Regions from separate parts of the Oryctolagus cuniculus genome. Here region 2 is linked to region 1. The links are chromatin contacts, called in public Micro-C maps. All regions are on one chromosome and are shown on one strand. Each heading gives the region's core, a stretch centred on a gene start, on an enhancer-like site or on the middle of the called end of the contact. The rest is flanking DNA. Distances are from core to core; before and after follow the strand shown.

What was found. Hi-C and Micro-C count contacts between places; a contact is called where the count stands out from the background.
Region 2: a Micro-C map of ear pinna shows a contact between it and region 1, with 6 times the contacts expected there. The contact joins the promoter of AGL here to the promoter of MFSD14A in region 1. A contact is called at or near these places in 2 of 6 Hi-C or Micro-C datasets (ear pinna and an unstated tissue).

The regions. Positions count from the first base shown.
Region 1 is chr7:70,277,326-70,280,177 of mOryCun1.1, forward strand. MFSD14A (major facilitator superfamily domain containing 14A) reads right to left here and starts at 1,345. Exons shown (of 12, transcript XM_002715838.5): 1 at 1,100-1,345. The coding sequence starts at 1,183. LOC103350111 (a long non-coding RNA gene) reads left to right here and starts at 1,388. Exons shown (of 3, transcript XR_518169.4): 1 at 1,388-1,713; 2 at 1,833-1,891; 3 at 2,692-2,852.
Region 2 is chr7:70,476,597-70,479,448 of mOryCun1.1, forward strand. AGL (amylo-alpha-1,6-glucosidase and 4-alpha-glucanotransferase) reads right to left here and starts at 1,353. Exons shown (of 35, transcript NM_001082247.1): 1 at 1,116-1,353; 2 at 970-1,039; 3 at 890-968. The coding sequence starts at 1,117.

The sequences.
Region 1 (2,852 bases), core at 95-2,594:
AAATGTCAAAAGAAACGTTCTTATTTCAACCGAATTCAGCAAATCCTCAGTGGTGGCCTACATACATAGTATTTAATACTGTGCTAGCAGTTGATCAGGGATCCAGTAAGACAGCAACAGAAGCGGAATTCAGGGAACCATTTCCATACCCTTCTTGGGAAAGGGAGCCACATATTTCACCTTTCCATTCTATCGCAGAACGTGACACCAAAGGATGCAACAAAGACCAGAGAGGTTAGCAACGGGGAATCCTCCTCATTAAAAAAATAAAAAGTACAGGTGAGTTGCTTTCTCAATTACAAAGCCTACGTCCCCTGCCGGGAAACTACAGCACGCTGCCTAAAGTTTATTGCGATAACTGTTTCCAAAGACCAAAATTGGTTTTCTGGTCCTCGATCTGTCTTCCTTTCAAAGTGTCTCTCCCTAATCCTGACACCGCATCAACTCTACGTGGTTTTTCTTAACGCACAACGGAGTGACGACTGCCCGTTTAAAGCTTAGGCCCCGCGAAGCCAAGAGGAAAGCCCACCCCCGACCGGGTGGGCCGTACGGCGAGCGGCGACGAGCGAGAGCGGCGACCCCCGCGACGTGGAAGCAGACAGCGCACGTACTGCGAGGCCCCGACGGGGTCGCCGCGCCAGATGCCACCCCGTTAGCAGCATATGGCAGGGCAAGGATGGCTCCCGACCCTTGGCAAGCGCCGCGGCGGCTGGGGCCTGGCGGCGGAGGCGAGGCTGCGGCGGCGAGGGGTGCGCCGGCGGCCGGCACACTGCTCCCCGCGGCCGGGGCGCACGTGGGGCTCGATGCCGCAGGGTCTCAGAGGCGGCCGGGGCAGAGGGCTGCAGGTGCGGGGGAGGCGAGCGGCTCTTCTCCAAGAGGGCAGGCCCCGGAGGCCGCAGGCCGGAGCGGGGGAGGACAGCCTCCGGAGCAGCGGCGCGGTGTCCGGCGGAAGCCCGAGACGCCGACTCGTGGTTGGGGTTGCGGGGTCCGGGGGCGCTTGAGGGGAGCTGAAAGCGCCACCGTGGGGAGAGCGAGGGTTTGAAAGCGGTGGGATGGGGGGGCACGGAGGGACGCTTGCCGGCGCGGAACCCCAGCTCACCGTGCCTCCGTCCTTAATGATGATCTTCTTGGCCAGCATGATACTGCGGTTCGCGGCCCGTTTCTTCTTCTTCCCCTGGGTCATTTTACCATCCTCGACTCCTGGCGCTGCTGCAGCCACTCCCGGGGCGGCCGGCCCCAGCGGCGAGTGCCGTCCCGCCACTACTGCGGGGCCGAGCCGCTCGGGGCGCCCGCCGCCATCTTGAAGGCCCGGCCTGCCTCCGGCGGCGCGTCACATCGTGCGATCGGCCGACGAGCTGCCGCGCCCCGCCCCGCCCACGTGACGCCGCCCCGCCCACTCGGCCCTTCCAGGTTCGCGGGCGCAGCTGTCGCCGCGCGGTGCCGCTGGCCCTTGGGAGCAGCTCCCTGCACCGGCAGCAGCAGTTCTGGGCGGTAGGGGTCGTTATTGCCGCTGCTCCTCGCCCACAGGTGAAGAAATTTAAGTCGAAAAGTTGTTAGTTGCTCACAGAAATATGGCTAATAAATGTCTAAATAATAAATTCTAGCCAGACCTCTCTAAACTGTCAGCACTGTCTACTTGTGTTCTAACCAAGTTGGAACTTTAGGGCACGCTAAAGAGAAGTGCTTTTCCAGGAACAGTAGCTAACCTAAGAGGTAAATGTGAGTGGGCTTTCCAGAAACAGTCCTGGTGCTCAGAGACCCCACTAGAACAGAACACAACTGGATCGTGCTTTTTTTTTTTTTTTTTTTTTTTTTTTTTTTTTTTTTTGCAGTGGATCCCCACTCCAAGGAGCTGCCAATGAAAATGTACATGACCTGGTTCTCAGACTTGGTAGGCCATTACCTTTTGATTATATTGCTTAAAAATCAATTTGATGAAAGAGAAGATGATGGGAAGGCCAATGGACACGAGTGGAATGTGGACTGAATAGTATTGCAGTGTTAGATTTTGATTACTGTGTTGTATAAAAGTGTCCTTTTCCTTAAACACTGAAGTGCAGTGCTTGCAGCCTACCCTATTCAGGAAATAACATGTATGTGGTGGAGGCAGGGGGTGGGGGGAGGAGTGTGACCCAGCAGAATGGCAGGATGTTAAAAGTGCAGCTGGGTATGGCAGTTCTAGGACAGCTTCACAGACTCATTGATACTCCCTGGAAGAAGCATTAATGACTCTTTTCTGTTAGATTAAAACAGAAGTGACTGCACTGACTTCAGAGGCTAGGTCATAAAAGGCACTGCATCTTCTTGCTTCTGTCATCCACTCTGAGCCCAAGTCTAGGGGAAGCCAGCTGTCATGAGTACACTTGAATAGCTATGGAGAGGTCCAGTTGTCCAAGAACCAAGGCCTCTTACTAAAAGCCATGATGGTCATCTTGGAAGACAATCCTGCAGCCCTGGTCAAGCTTTGTGCTGACTGCAACCCCTGCCAACATCTGACTACAACTTCATGGAGGCCCTGAGCTAGCAACACCCAGCTTAGCCTCTTCTGGGACTGTGTAACACAAAAAGTTCTTGTTTTAAGTCACTAAGCTGGGGCCAGTGTTGTAGGGTAGTTGGTAAAGCTGCAGATAGCAGCGCCGGCATCCTGTATGAGTGCCGGTTCAAGTCCTGACTGCTCTACTTCCAATCCAGCTCCTTGCCAATGCACCTGGGAAAGCAGCAGCAGATGGCCCCTGCCACCCACGTGGGAGACCCAGATAAAGCTCCTGGTTCCTGTCTTCAGCCTGGCCCAGCCCAGCTGTTGTGGCCACTTGGGGAGTGAACCAAAGGATGGAATATCTAACTCTGCCTTT
Region 2 (2,852 bases), core at 103-2,602, 200 kb after region 1:
TAATTAAAATGTAGAAGGAACAGAGCCACTGGGACACAAGCACTCATCAAGAGGGCAGGGGCAAAAACAAAATCAAAACCAGAAGTGCAAAGTCAGGTTAGCCAAAAATGGAGTAAGTGCTCAGTGATCTTAAATGCCAAACAAAGTTGGAAGAATCAGCATGGAGGATTTGGTATGGAGGTTACACACCTAATGGCTGAAAGTGTTTCAAGAATCTAACTCTTAAAATACTAGGGAAGTAAAAACATTCCTTCAAAAATGTTTTTGACAGACAATGTCCATTTGGTACAATAAAAAAGCCTCTATTAGTCTTGTGGAATTGTAATTTGATCTTTTAAATCATAGTTCAAATATATGTCAGCATAACCTGATCCATCATTTCACTTTATTTGGAAAGAAAATATTTTCAGACTTTTTATCTTTATATTTGAGAAAATCTGATAAGCATATAGTTTGTTTTTTGTTGTAAGCAGTTTTACTAATTTAAAGCCTCAGTAATGGAAAACAGTGAAAGGTATAAAAAAGGAAGACTACAGATATACCCAAAGCAAAATTACACATAAAGTAATTTACCAAGTTTTGACAATGAATGCCATTAGAAATAATAAGGTCAATGTTCTGATCAGATATGTAACTTCTGTTTTAAGTAGGAGTTAGTATGCAAAGAAAGCAAACTATTTTATCCTTGTCCTAAAATGATGGATATAAAACATTTTTAACTAAAATCAACTTTCAGCAGGAATGAACTGTAGCACCATCTTTGCACAAACCAAGTTTCAGAAAGATCCTAGAGAACTACATCTAACAAAATTTTAAAAAAATTTTATATGACCATCAGTGATTTAAAAACATAGATACACACAAGATAATCAAACAACCTGCTACTGACCTTGTTCAAGTCTGAAGAGGGTCTTTTCCAGCTTTTCCATTTCGTTCAGTAGTAAAATTCGAATCTGTTTACTGTGTCCCATTTTGGCTTCTAGAAGACTTGAAATATTTCAGAAGAATTAAAAGAACTCCAAAGTCGAATGAGTTACCCCTATGAAACAAAAAGGAATTAAGATCAAGGAAATAACCATTACCTGAAACTGTCCAGAGCTGACAGCTGCACTTACATGTTCTAAATATGTTTTAACATTAGCAGAGCAATAACAAAGAATGGATCTTATAAATAAGATATGGGAAGGCGAATTAATAGCTGTTTTCCTCCCTTCGAGCACAATGAGTGAGATCGAAGCAGATATTGTAGCACAGATTCTTGCAATTAAAAAAAAAAAAAAAACCTAAAGCATTCTCTGAGAAAAGCAATGTATTTAGGAAAGACTAGCGTTGAGGGGAAAAAATTCCCAGCCCCAAGCCATTTGGCTGTGAAGACTCCAAATGGCACAGCAGCTTACAGGAGATTAGTCTGCTCAAAGATAACAGGTGGGAGATCGCCCCATTCCCAAATTCGGGGCGGAGGCCACCAATGGGGAGATGACAGCCGAGGGAAGCAGTTGTTGCCCCTGGAATAGACGCCGCGGACGCAGGATGTACAGAAGGCGCTATAGATAGAAAGAATGCACTTTCCCGAGAGGCCAGCGGCATTCCGAGCACTTACGCCGAGCAAGTTAGGACGTGCGGCTCGGGGACACTGCGGGAGCCGCCGCTCTGGTGCCGGAGGAGGGCACGGGACGTGAGGAATGCGAAAGGGAAAAGGCTCAGCCACAAACACTAGCCGCAGCCCAAAAAGGGCCGGGCGCCGTGAAGGGCAAAGGGAGGGGCGGCGGCGGTGGCGGCGCCCGGGACAGGGCCGCGGACGGGTGTGACAGGCTGGCAGCGCCCCCGCGACTCCGCCTCGCGCAGCTCCGGGACCAGACCCCTCGACCCGCCCCGGCCGTGCGCGCACCCGCCGCCCAGGTGCGAGCCGACTCCTTCCCTCGCCCACTTCCGGGAGCGTCCGGACCCACGCGCCCGGACCGCTAGTCTCGCGAGAGTGTGGGTCCCGCAGTCGTCCGCGACTGGGGGCAGATGTGTTGGGGTTGATGCAGCAGCCAAAGCTGGGTCCCCCTAGCTTTCTTCTCGTCACAAGGTAGTGTGGCGGCCGGGATGCGCCCGTCTTTGAACGGCCCGCGACCTCCTGGTTCACGTTTAAAATCCTGCGGTACCAGGCTGGGTCCTTAGCTGCACAGCAAGACCTTTTTGTGGGTAGAGCTGAATGGTTGGGGGCAAGTGACTTGACGTTCTGTCTCTTTCTTCCGCGATGAGTTTTGTTTAATTTTTGTTTGTAACTTGGCCTAAGCGTCCTGGGCGTTCCGTTTTCCCTTATCTACGGTAACGGGCCTGGCCACAGCCCCTGACATCCTGTCCGCCACGTGTCTACCCTTTCTAGTTCCGGCCCGCGGGGCTCCTCTTCTTGCAGGCAGACGCAGAAGGACTAGGTAGAGTAAGAGTAGCCGCTCCAAAAACAACCATTGATTACGCCTTGTTGTATCTAATGGACGCTGGATTTGTGCGTTTATTCTGACGATTGGCCGCGAGGAGGTCAGAAGTTCCAGGCTCAGAGCAGATGCCTTGAGAGAGGTTATGCCCGAGGGTAAAAGTAAAAGCCATCTTCCAAGGATTTTAACGTACTAGTGTAGGTCCAAAAAGGATAATGAGTTAATAGGAAGGGGCTGGGGTTGTGGTGTAGTGGTTATAACTGCCTCCTGGGGCGACAGTGCCAGTATCCCATATGGACAACGGTGGAGGTCCCCATTGTGCCACTTCCCATCCAGCTCCCTGCTAATGTACTTGGGAGAAGCAACAGAAGATGGCCCAAGAGCTTGGGCCCCTGCCACCCACGTGGGAGACCTATAAGAAGCTCCTGGCTC